Regions from separate parts of the Aedes albopictus genome. Here region 1 is linked to region 2. The links are chromatin contacts, called in public Hi-C maps. All regions are on one chromosome and are shown on one strand. Each heading gives the region's core, a stretch centred on a gene start, on an enhancer-like site or on the middle of the called end of the contact. The rest is flanking DNA. Distances are from core to core; before and after follow the strand shown. Region 1 holds the start of LOC109413136. Region 2 holds the start of LOC109418109 (WD repeat and HMG-box DNA-binding protein 1).

The links. A called contact is a pair of places that touch in the nucleus more often than the background predicts.
Region 1: a contact with region 2 is called in a Hi-C map of whole body, with 6 times the contacts expected there. The contact joins the promoter of LOC109413136 here to the promoter of LOC109418109 in region 2. A contact is called at or near these places in 2 of 3 Hi-C or Micro-C datasets (embryo and whole body).

What each region holds. Positions count from the first base shown.
Region 1 is chr2:468,872,915-468,879,635 of AalbF5, forward strand. It overlaps LOC109413136, which reads right to left and starts at 2,670. Exons shown (of 2, transcript XM_019692292.3): 1 at 2,486-2,670; 2 at 1-2,419. The coding sequence starts at 2,419.
Region 2 is chr2:468,693,054-468,699,934 of AalbF5, forward strand. It overlaps LOC109418109 (WD repeat and HMG-box DNA-binding protein 1), which reads right to left and starts at 4,700. Exons shown (of 6, transcript XM_019692297.3): 1 at 3,823-4,700; 2 at 3,298-3,762; 3 at 1-441. The coding sequence starts at 4,381. It overlaps LOC109418108 (mitochondrial enolase superfamily member 1), which reads right to left. Exons shown (of 9, transcript XM_029870889.2): 7 at 6,702-6,844; 8 at 6,196-6,359; 9 at 5,730-6,134. The coding sequence ends at 5,839.

The DNA.
Region 1 (6,721 bases), core at 1,420-3,919, 180 kb after region 2:
TGAAAGGGACTGCTTTTGGCCAATCTTTTTTATCGTACAATTTCAGACACAAAGTGCCGTAGTAAACAGCGTTGCAAAAGTCATTAACTCGACTTTCACTGATAACGTCATACATGATCATGTCGTGTGCCAAACTATTTCGAATATTTTTACCACTCACGATCGGAACTCTATGATCGAGTTGCTGGATATTTAACTGGAGGGCTCCTACCCCTAGAAGAATCTCACAAATCTCCAAAAGAACATGTTGCATCGCAATGGACTCCAAATTGTATCCAGTTATCTCATACTCAAACAGCTTCCCAGTTGATTGTCCACAGTTCTGCAACATGCGTTTCAATGTTGCAACTTTTCGATCGAACGCACTTTGAAACTCATCTTCCTGGTTCTTGCGAAATGTTTTCAGTTTCTCACTTTCTGGTAATCTGAGAATCCGTAAGCGATCTGCAACGTTGAAAACATTTTCGTCCACGTTCTTTCGCAGTTTTTTGCGAACTTCAGACGGGACTTTTTGGTAATAATCGTATGCTCCGGACTCACGAAGTATATGCTCCACGTAGCCTTCGGATGAAAAATTTGCCCGTTTTAGCTGCAGCCTATCCAGCCCCGAAACAGACTCATTGTCAAATAGGTTGAGCAGTTGATAGGCGGTGTCCACTATATGCTGATTTCTGCTGGATCCGTATCTTTCCATCAAATGGTACATTAAAGTACGTGCTAAACTACCTATGCTTCGGCGTTGCTGAGAGTAACATTCTATGAAACATTTCGGACCAGGAAGTACTAGGGAAAATTTGAGCACTGATCTGAGATCATTAATATTTTGACAAGTCCTTGCTGCTCGTAGGAATGACCCAAAACTTTTACCAAATTGAAGATGATTGGATCTGGTCCTGGACATGTCTGCGAAATGGGATTTCAATTGCTGCTCTATGATTGACAACAATTTATAGTTTTCTGAGTCGTCTTTCAGGAGAATTTTCAAATCATCTATCACTTTGGATGATATTTGTTCACTGTAAAAGGTTTCATGATGAGCAGCTGGATCTCCATAAGCTCCAACTAAGTTTTCGTTGGCATACATAGCTAACGATCGAGCTTGTTTAACCTTCTGCATCTTGTACAGAGAACCAAGGAATCGTTTTTGTATAGCTATCATCAATGTGGAACGCATGCATTCGAAAAAACTTAACGCAGTTTTGAAATTTTTCTGCAATTTCAAGTATGAGTTGTAATCGTTCTCTTTTTCAAACAAGTACTTTGCCACCGGGTAGCCATGCGAGTGAAACTCTCGAATACTTTTATAACATGATGTCGTTTCACTAGAAGTCATGAACTCAAAGGCAGCTTGCATTCGATTCGATAGATTCGTACATAATTTAGTGCTTTTGATAGCTTCACCTACCACTTGAACGCATCGATCCATAAATAGCTGCTTGGCAGTCCTGTTATCCGTTTGCTTCAAATCAATTTTACATGCTTCTGATAAGTGAAATAGTATTTTTGTCACAGAATGCCACTCTTTCAGCAATACAAACGTTTTTCTTAACTGCCTTCGAACCTTTCTGTCCTTGCTAGAAAGAATGCCGCTCCCTCGAAGCTGTTTCGCCACAAATCGAAGAAATCTTAGCACCAGTTGTTTGTTGATAATTAGTGTGAAAAATTCCATTCCCGGCAATTCATCACAGGTCGCAATGAACACACACAAACAATGCTGAACCTCCATTAACGCTTCGTCATACCGTTCCCTCCCCAGATACATATGTTTCATTATTTCTCGCATTGCCATTAGGACTTCGTCACTTATTTCATTCAGATTGTCTTCATCTGTGTTTTGCAGCACAAAATCAATGTACTCTAGCAATTGATCCTTTCCGAAAGCAATATCCTGCCATCGACAGGTAGTCGGATCCGTTCCGTAATGCTTGACAAGTTCCTGAAGCACTTCGTACCTGGTTTGTTCTTCTAGTTTTACCCCTTTCAGGCGTAATGCCTCGTACGCCTCTTCTATCAAAGCAATTGCTTCATCAAAGGGCAGTTTCCATTGTAATGTATACACACAAACCAGCTCCATACTATTCCTTCGTAGAAGTTGATAGAAAATTTCCCGTTTTGGAGTGTCTCGAAACTCCCATTGCAACATCAGGATCATCAAATCTCCTCGCCCAAAGCGGCGAGCCATCTCAGCCGCGATTTCATTCCGCTCGTTCCGTAGGCCACAATCGATGCCGGCTTCAATCAACATCTTCACCGTTTCGTACGAATTGCGACTACAGTGCACTGCCCGGTGCAGAGCGCTACACAATTTTGCATCCTGATAGTTGATGTCGACTTCCTGCGGGTGCAATCCAATGTAGAACTTCAACATGGACAGATTTCCGGATTGTGCTGCCTCGAGGTAATTGTGGTTTTTCGACATCTGACAGGATTGTAACATGAGTTGTTAACATATAATAATGAATGTACCAGACAGCCGAAAACGTACCTTTGCTTAAAACTTCTACAAAAGTGTGAGAGACTTTTTTTTTGCTTCTGGTTTAATTTGGCGGATGCAGTCACCTGAATTTAATTCTCTAATCTAATCTAATCTGAAGAAATTTCAACGATAATGTCTACAGATTAAAGCTAAAGTAACGTTTCAAATTTGCTTGTAAACAACCGACTTGGAGTTGTTTTCTTCTTTGACATTCGATAAGGATACGACGACCAGATGCAACGCAAAAGATGTATCAGAGTCGTTGCTACATAACTATGCACTCAAATTGTTGCGTCACACCGCAGAAAACAGTGGACGATGTTTTCCAAATTCTAACACTTCAACGATTGAAGCTATTAATTGACTCATTTATATATTTCTAGAATCAAACTACTTCGAACAAAAATATGCATATTTTTGCAGGATCAGAACACACGATACAGCTAGTAGCGGTAGCGGCCGTGCAGTTCTTTTTGAGTTTGTTCTCCGAAAAGAGTTAGCTTGCCGCTTGGGACGAGGAGATTTGATGATGCTGGAAACGCCTTTTGATGAAGCAATTGCTCTGATAGAAGAGCCGTACGAGGCACAAGGATTGGTGAGTCCGTTCTATATTATTTCAAAACATAAAAATGAATTGCATATGTGGGACCGCACATAACATGCGAACGAAACATCCCAATGAAGCCGTTCTATTCTATCCTATCTATTCTATTCTAGTCGTTGCACAGCCAGTATTGAAAAGCATCCTGGAAATATCTATTTTTTTTCTGATATTTTCTTGTCAGCATTAATATTTGTAGCATATCAGAGATGATGTGACCCAAATATTAAAACGGCCAGGCCCTGTGCTGCTTACCCAACTAACATTTTCAGCGCTATAAGCTTCAGTCATTTGCTTTCTGTTGTGTAACCATCGAGTAAAAGCAGTCAACGCTGAATAGAAGGAAAGCTAGTCAAATATAAATCACAGACAAACAGACGTAACACCTTGAACGATTTTCATGGAAATCCATCGCCCAGTTCACACTACCATCACCTGGTGAAAAAGTTGCACGAATCACTGTGGTGTGCAATATCGTCAATAGAAGGCGCTAGTGTGAAACGTCAAACGCATAGAAAAACGATGTACGCGCCTCTGGTTGTGAGAGCCACAACTATGAAAATTTGAAATGATCGTTAAAAGCGTGGTCGATAGAAATTTCGCAAGTGTTACGTCTGTTTGTCTGTGTATAAATCATAAGCTAATACACGACTGCAAAACAAGTACAATACAGCTACCAAACTCGGTTTTCAGAAATCCATTGCTTGTCACTGGGGCTGCCTTTACTCCACCCTATTCCAACTCCGGGAGATTTCCCGGAAGATGTGAAAACTTGAACACATCGAATAGGAGTCCCCACTAACAAAACAGCTGCTACTATACAGTACAATTTATTATACTGACAAATCCCCAAACCAGCAGCGCTTTAAAGGCCGTTATGCGATTTCATTACGGCTAGAAGCTGTAATAAAGAAACTGTTGGTTTACCAACACGGCTTGTCGGATATAAACATTATTATCACAACAAACTTTAAGCGGGATATATAGCTACTACACAAATTCTTTACAGCTATCCATGTATGTGCTGTGAAATTATTTGGGTTGCTTTTATTGCACTTTAATTCAATGCCGGAAGATTTGCCGGAAGATGTGCAAATCGAGTAAGAGTCCCAGCCACTACAACAGCTGCTTTTATACAGTACGTTTTGTAATGTTGCCAAAACACAAAACAGCAGCGCTTCGTAGCCGTTTAAAGAACACTCTTTCAGCTAGAAGCTGTGAAGAAGAATCTGTTGGCGCAACCACACAGCTTGTTCAATGTAAACATTCCCAACTAACATTTTCAGCGCTATAAGCTTCAGTCATTTGCTTTCTGTTGTGTAACCATCGAGTAAAAGCAGTCAACGCTGAATAAAAGGAAAGCTAGTCAAATATAAATCATAAGCTAATACACGACTGCAAAACAAGCACAATCCAGCTACCAAACTTGGTTTTCAGAAATCCATTGCTTGTCACTGGGGCTGCCTTTACTCCACTCTATTCCAACTCCGGGAGATTTCCCGGAAGATGTGTAAACTTGAACACATCGAATAGGAGTCCCCACTAACAAAACAGCTGCTACTATACAGTACAATTCGTTATACTGACAAATCCCCAAACCAGCAGCGCTTTAAAGGCCGTTATGCGATATTATTACAACTAGAAGCTGTAATAAAGAAACTGTTGGTTTACCAACACGGCTTGTCGGATGTAAACATTATTGTCAAAACAAACTTTAAGCGGGATATATAGCTACTACACAAATTCTTTACAGCTATCCATCTCTGTGCTGTGAAATTATTTGGGTTGCTTTTATTGCACTTTAATTCAATGCTGGAAGATTTTCCGGAAGATGTGCAAATCGAGTAAGAGTCCCAGCCACTACAATAGCTGCTTTTATACAGTACGTTTTGTAATGTTGCCAAAACACAAAACAGCAGCGCTTCGTAGCCGTTTAAAGAACACTCTTTCAGCTAGAAGCTGTGAAGAAGAATCTGTTGGCGCAATCACACAGCTTGTTCAATGTAAACATTGCGTTTGACGTTTCACAAGCTTTTGCAGCAAGATGTAGTTGGGTAAGGTTTCTTGTGGCACAATTATGAAGCCTTGTCTGGAGTAAAACAAAACGGGCTATTTTCTATGTTTTTATATATAGCAGTGTGGCAGCGAGGACATCATCGGGACCAGTGAATACGGAGATCGGGAGTTCGATTCCAAAGAGCGGCAAGTACTTTAATTATTCAATTTTAAAAGTGATAATTCCAGTTCCACATGTATTGCGTCACGGTATCCATAACCTAATTATATTTAATCGTTTAATTTGGGGATGCCGTATAACTATTATTTAACAACTGCGAAAAGGCTGAAAAAGCGCCTTCTCAAGATGTTATTCAGTTAGTGGTTACATAGGAGCCGAGAAAAGAGCTATGACTTGGTGGCATAGAAGCTTCTCGCGCAGCATATACATGCTGATTAAGTTCGCCAGATTCATTGGTATAGGGCTTGCATAGAAGCTTCCATCTATATGTACAACACAGTAACTCAGTATCAAGCCGTATTGAGGACGCTTTGTTGACGTTTACATTCACAATAAATGTTAGTTGGGATTATTGCGTTTGACGTTTCACAAGCTTTTACAGCAAGATGAAGTTGGGTAAGGTTTCTTGTGGCACAATTATGAAGCCTTGTCTGGAGTAAAACAAAACGGGCTATTTTCTACGTTATTTATATATAGCAGTGTGGCAGCGAGGACATCATCGGGACCAGTGGATACGGAGATCGGGAGTTCGATTCCAACTAGCGGCAAGTACTTTAATTATTCAATTTTAAAAGTGATAATTCCAGTTCCACATGTATTGCGTCACGGTATCCATAACCTAATTATATTTAATCGTTTAATTTGGGGATGCCGTAAAACTATTATTTAACAACTGCGAAAAGGCTGAAAAAGCGCCTTCTCAAGATGTTATTCAGTTAGTGGTTACATAGGAGCCGAGAAAAGAGCTATGACTTCGTGGCATAGAAGCTGATCGCACAGCATGTACAAGCTGATTAAGTTCGCCAGATTCATTGGTATAGGGCTTGCATAGAAGCTTCCGTCCATATGTACAACACAGTAACTCACCGTCAAGCCGTATTAAGGACGCTTTGTTGACGTTTACATTCACAATAAATGTTAGTTGGGTAGAAGGTTAATGCACATTCCGTTATAGTAAGCGTCTCTTCTCCTGGGATGGGACACTGGCTGTTGCCGCTGGGCACACTGCCTCCCGACAACTGCTGAATTGTACCGTGTCAGATAAACCCTAAAAACGTTAAAACAATAGGACTACACTTTGACATGCAAATGAGTGGAGTTAGAAGAGTCAAGTGCGATGATGAAGCGAATGGTGCACACAAAGTGCCTCGCTAGGTGATTATTTGCGTAGATCTTATAGTTATTTGAATTACCTATTCTAACTAAAACCGATAGTAAATAGTTAATTTAGAAGAGGACTTAAAGTATAGTACTGATTAAAACTATTTATTTACAGTTCGAAGTGAATCGAAGTACGATAGTATACGTTGTGTCGGGAATAGGAATGAATTTCAGCTAAACACCGAAAGTGTAAGTGCCCGGTAGTAAATAAGTTAAAATTCTGTATAATAAACTTATTGCCTTTGCA
Region 2 (6,881 bases), core at 3,450-5,949:
AATTGGCCAAATGCATTCCGTGATGCTTGGAGGAATCATGAAATTCAACTTCGATGGCTTTTTCATTACCGTCGGTATGACCCCGCACTATACCCACGTGATTGTACACCAAATATCGGTGCGCCAGTTTTTCCGGTGTGGATCCTGGTTGGAAGTATCGCTGCATCGGGTAGGATTTTACGGAAGTGTCACTCATCACCGAGCGCGCGTCATCATCGTCATCGTAATCTATACGCGGTGATGCGGCTTTCACCTGCTGCGGTTTTTCATCGTCCGGATTTTCATCGTCCGATTTATCATCCTCCGGTTTTCCAACTTCCGGTTCCGGTTTATCATCTTGGTCTTCGGTGGGCAGCGCAAATTGGCTTTTGAGTCTGTTCACGGAAACGGTGTTATCATCGTCATCGGATTCTTCGGCCACTTGTTTTGTGCCGGCAACGTCTGTAATATGAACGTTTAGGTAGTGTTTATAAATATTATCGTTGAGTTTCGTATTATGTTAAGTACTGTACTACAGTTTGCTGAGGTAACTGGCGGCAGATTATTCCAGTAAGTTACGTAATATTCTCAATAACGACCATAAGGATGAGGTCCTCTTTTAGAACGGCACAAAAAAAACTAAGCCGCTCTATTACGAATTTTATTCATATGTATCTGTAGCGTAACGCGTTACTTTCTAAATTTATAGCGTTCGGAAGAAGGTAGGTACAATCCCTTTCGTTATACGGGCAAATAGCCGATCGATTAATTGTATGTTAGAAAGGATTCTGAAATAAACCCAGCTGCAGAACATTCTGTGATCTGGTAACAGCAACACGTATGCGTTCTTTTCATTTAAGTCTAAACCCCCAAGATAGAAACTTCTTTGACAAGTAGTTTTAAGAAATAGTCTTGAAATAGAAATATAGGTCTTAAAAACTAAAGTGAATACATTACAGTATCAATGGTTTTCATATGGGTGAAAATACTGGATTTATTGGATATTACCAATGTTGCTGCAACACCGTACAAGAGCGAATGAGGCACGTTACAAACAGGCGCGGAACAGGCAGAACTCAGTCTTCCGGATGAAGAAGCGCCAGCAGGAAGAACGAGATCGCGAAGCGGTGGAAGAGCTGCACCGCGCTAAGGAGACACGAAAGTTCTACGAGAAGCTGAACCGCTAGCGCAGAGGCTTTGTGCCACAAGCCGACATGTGCCGAGATAATCACGGGAATATTCTCACGAGCGAGCGTGAGGTGGTCGAGAGGTGGCGGCAGCATTACGATGAGCACCTCAATGGCGACATTGCAAGCAGCGAAGGTGGCGCGGTAACAGATCTAGGAGTACGTGCGCAGGACGAAAGATTTCTAGCCCCTAACCTCCAAGAGATTGAAGAGGAAGTTAGCCGATTAAAAAACAACAAAGCCGCTGGAGTAGATCAACTACCAAGCGAGTTACTAAAATACGGTGGAAAAGCACTGGTAAGAGCACTACATTGGGTCATTACCAAGATTTGGGAGGAGGAAGTATTACCGGAGGAATGTATGGAAGGTATCGTGTGTCCCATCTACAAAAAGGGCGAAAGTTAGATTGCGGGAACTACCGCGCGATAACAATACTGAGCGCTGCCTACAAGATACTCTCTTAAATTTTATGCCGCCGACTATCACCGATTGCAAAACAGTTCGTGGGGCAATATCAGGCTGGATTTATGGATGAACGCGCTACAACGGACCAGATGTTCGCCATCCGCCAGGTGTTGCAGAAATGCCGCGAATACAACGTGCCCACACATTACTTGTTCATCGATTTCAAATCGGCGTATGATACAATCGATGGAGAACAGCTATGGCAGATTATGCACGAATACGGATTCCCGGATAAACTGATACGATTGATCAAGGCGACGATTGATCGAGTGATGTGCGTAGTTCGAGTATCAGGGACACTCTCGAGTCCCTTCGAATCTCGCAGAGGATTACGGCAAGGTGATGGTCTTTCGTGCTTGCTGTTCAACATTGCTTTGGAGGGTGTAATAAGGAGAGCGGGGATAAACACGAGTGGGACGATTTTCACGAAATCCGTTCAGCTGCTTGGTTTCGCCGATGATATTGATATTATTGATATTATGTAAATTTGAGACGATGGCGGAAACATACATCCGACTAAAGAGTGAAGCAGGACGAATCGGATTAATCATTAATGTGTCGAAGACAAAGTACATGATGGCAACGGGCTCCAGGGAGGAATCAGCGCGCCCGTCACCCCGAATTTATATCGACGGTGATGAAATCGAGGCGGTTGAAGAATTCGTGTACTTGGGCTCACTGGTGACCGCCGACAACGACACCAGCAGAGAAATTCAGAGGCGCATTGTGGCAGGAAATCGTGCTTACTTTTGACTCCGCAGAACTCTACGATCGAATAAAGTTCGCCGCAACGAAGTTAACTATCTACAAAACGCTGATTAGACCGGTCGTCCTCTATGGGCACGAAACATGGACCCTACGTGCAGAGGACCAACGCACCCTTGGAGTTTTCGAACGGAAGGTGTTGCGTACCATCTACGGTGGAGTGCAGATGGAAGACGGGACTTGGAGAAGGCAAATGAACCACGAGCTGCTGAGAGAACCAACCATCGGCCATACCGCGAAAATCGGGAGGCTACGGTGGGCGGGTCACATAATCAGGATGTCGGATAGCAACCCGACTAAAATGGTTCTGGAGAGCCATCCGACCGGTACAAGAAGACGTGGAGCGCAGCGAGCTAGGTGGGTCGACCAAGTGGAGGACGATCTGCGGACCCTACGCAGAGTGCGGAACTGGAGACAAATAGCCACCAATGTATTATCAAAATTATAGGTAATTAGCAATGAAATGAAGTCGCACAGTGGTTCAACAAGCAGGAAATCAAACCAGTTTAGATAATACATGTTTCAGGAGAAACCTTGAGAGAAACTTCATGTTTGCCTAAAATCTGTATTTTACAGGACAGTCTGGTATCATTAAGAATCGCATATTATCTCAAACTGAAAAAGCACTTTTTCCATAATGACGAAAAAGCGAACCAAACCAGCGTGTCCGATTGTCATAATTGACCAAATAAACAATCGGACATTCTTATTTTCTTTGATATGTGAATCATTTTGGGAAAAAGTGCTTTTAGTTCTTGAGCATTTGTTATTCTGATTTGAGCCCTAAACGCGGTTGAGGCATTCACGTGTCAGATCATCTGATGATCAGATGTCAGATGGAGCGGAAATTAAACAATCTCTCTGTTAAGTAATTGGTCAGTAGGTTTGCTTTTCTACTTACGTTTTGAGTACATTTCATCCAAATCATCATCATCGTCTTCTTCGGCTGCCCCGTTCGCTTCCTTCTCGGCCATTTCCATCAGATCATTACCATCGTCAGCGTCGTCATTGTCATTAAAAATGTCATTGACATTCCCCAGTTGTCCCTGATCATCGCAGATGACCAACTCTCCATTGTTCTTGGGATGCCACGTCAAGCTGATCAGCGGATTGGAATCAATCGAGACCTCTTCACCTTTCACTAGCTCCCCGGTCTGGTAGTCCCATATGACGACCTCTCCTTTGGCACTGCCAGCTGCAAAGAATTCTCCCCGTGGCGAGAACGCTCCACATGTGAACTCGGCAGATAAGCTTTTATGTTTCAGAAACTTCTGTTGGTCCCAGGTCGTCGTATTCAGCACAACTATTTCTTTTCCTCTGGGAAAGGCCAAAACGGAGCCACGTTTCGGGTCGAAACTTGGAGTCGCTGAAATAAGAAATAAACCATTATTTAGAATGTGTCAAGCCTTGAATCCACATCACTTACCAAAGTACACGTTTCCCTCGAAACTCTTCACCTTCTTCAGACCGTCCAACGTTTTCAACAACTTTTTGCTCGCTAAGTCCCATACCCGCAATTTCCCATCACCGCAACTAGCTGCCAGCAGATTCTTCGGACTCAACGCCATACTCAGGACGGGTCCTGCCAATCCTCCGAGCTCAAACTCGTCACCTTCTGCCCCCGTCGGTTTCACCTTAATGGTTCCATCCTCGGATCCCGCCGCCAGATACTGGCCATTCCTTACCAAACTAGTCACGAACGCCGTGAACCGGAACTCGATTCCATCCTTTTCCAGCTCCGGATACTTGTACGCCTGGACGGTGTTCAGATCGTTGGCAACCAGCACCCGGTCACCGTACTGCAGCAGGGCCCACACGTTCTCTGCCAAACAGGTCGTACTCGCGTCGTCATCAAACACACCATCCCACACTCGAACATCGCCGTCGTAGCCGAAACTGATGATTCGCTCGCCGTTTTCCTGGTAGACCGCACTGGTGTAACCCGCTATGTGGCCGTATCGCATTGCCGACCGTTTGAATGGCATTTTGCACTAGTTTTAAACTTTACAGTTTTACTTTTTATCAAAAAATTACGAGAACTCCAGAACACCTTCAACGTTTTGAGAATCTTCACTGACCAACAGATAAAGAGCTTCGCTTCCGCGCCAAATGCACCAAAACAGTGAAATCTTGCATTGTTGTATCACAACAGACCGAGCTGCAACACAGAAATATTTCAATGTTGCGTACACGTTCAGAATGATTTAATGGATTGCTTGCACACATTGTTACACTCTCAGAAAAAAAAAATATTTTGAGTACTCGGAACAAGAAATTTACTCAAATAAATAGACAGGTAATTCTAGATTGAGTTTAAATAAGAGCGAAAGTAACATGAGAGAGTTCTCTTCATCGATGCAAGTATTGTTGCACTTTTTAGTCAAAAATCGCTAGCTTGCGATGCAATCTAGCGTCTGAGTGTAAAAAAGTTCGATTGAATTTGCATCTTGTCACTTTAATTTGCAGAAGAGAGAGAGTCGCTGAAGAGAACTCTCTCATGTTACCCTTATTCATACTCAATCTAGAATTATTTGGGTCCGTCCATAAACTTTGTAGACTCTTGGAAGGGGGGGAGGGGATGATTCTGACCAAAGTCTACGAGGGGAGTGGGAGCTAATATGACCATATGTCTACGTAGTTTATGGGCAACTAAAAGGACCCGCATAAACGATCACCATAAGATTTGCTTAACCACCCATTCGGGATACAGATCGACCGGTTCGAACAGTATGCGGTATTGTTGAACCGTCTACATTACGGTCCGTGTATTGTGTTAGTTTATCAGGGGAGTTTCAATTCCTATTTGCACCTTGCAATAAAACTTATTGCATTGTACAAGAATTGTTTTGCGACTGTGGACCTAATATCACGTGATTTTTGGTCTGTTTCGGCCTGGGCAGTCTTGGAAACAGCAAAAACGGATTTGCCTTTTTATCCGACGGTTTCGGTTTTTATTAAACCTTTTTCAAGGATTATAGGCTCGTTTTTTTGTACTGTTCATGGTTTAATAAAAACCGAAACCGTCGGATAAAAAGGCAAATCCGTTTTTGCTGTTTCCAAGACTGCCCAGGCCGAAACAGACCATAAATCACGTGAACTTATTGCATTGTATCGTTGCGTAATCATCCCATCAACTATCTAGGTTGAAATAAATATTTAAGTTCTTCATCAAACGCGAGATCTAACGATAGCGGTTGTCATCGGTTTAAAATAAATCACCTACAAAAACTCTTCCTGGTAGATCAGGTACCAACCGTGTTGGTAATGCCATGTTCTTCACGCAGCTGAACCAGCTGAACTCGATCTATCTAGAATGATCCATTTCAAATCAACTTGATTTCAATTCCGATTTCATTACCCATTATCTATAAGGTGAAGCAAATTGATTGAAACATTGATTGAAAACATAATTGCCGCAAATGGAAATTAAAAAAATACAATCTTATACACTTTTGAAAATCCCTTCAGCAAACATCCTTTGCCACTCGGTGCCAATTGGATATTCAAACATCGCAACCGCTTCCTGCTTCAACTCGGTGGAATATCCGGGCGCAGTTGGAGCAACGTAGCATGCGTTTTCGTTGATAATCGCTGGATGAAGGAATTGTTCATGTTGTTGATCGACAAATTCTACCATCCGATCTTGCTTGGTACATGAAACCGACGTGTAGTCCCACATCTGCAGGTGCTGGACCATCTCGCACAGACCAACACCACCTGCGTGAGGACAAACTTTCACTGCAAAAAATAAAACAATTGTTTATTAATTCACACGAAACGATGCCTGCACAAATCTTACCGCCAAACTTTTTGGCCATCAGATAAACCGACAAAATTTCGTTTACGCCACCAATTCGGGCGGAATCAATCTGGCAAAACTCCAATGCGTTTTCTTGCAAAAACTGCTTGAACAGAACTCGATTACAGCACATTTCTCCGGTAGCCACCCCGATGTTGTACTTTCTGTATGGAGAAATGAACAAGAAAAGGAGATTAGATATTTATCTACGCCAGTAGCAAGGGCCATCCAAGTAACCAATCAGTCCCAGCCTTAATGCATGCATAAAAACTAAGTAAATCCAGCACTCTTTATGTATAATCGAAGTGCAAAAAAGGCTTTCATAAAGCCAATCTGAAGTTACCTACAATGCGAATTTACTAGGGTCCCTTTTTATTTTATCGACTCAAAAAACATTGTAATGCTGATTTATATATATTCATGCATACATAACGGTTGCGCGGTTACTTTGTATTGTAATGCGGAAACTAAAATGATAAAATGTTATCAATATAAAACATCTGTACCTCAATGCTTCTGCTATTTTCTTGTGACCTAAGACATCGTCCGGAGATGTTGGCTCCTCAATCCACAGCAGTTGAAATTCTTTCAATTTTTCCATCCATTCGATAGCGGTGTTCACATCCCATATTTGGTTTGCATCTACCATCTGAAATTCGCGGGAAACATGCAGAACATAGTCCATC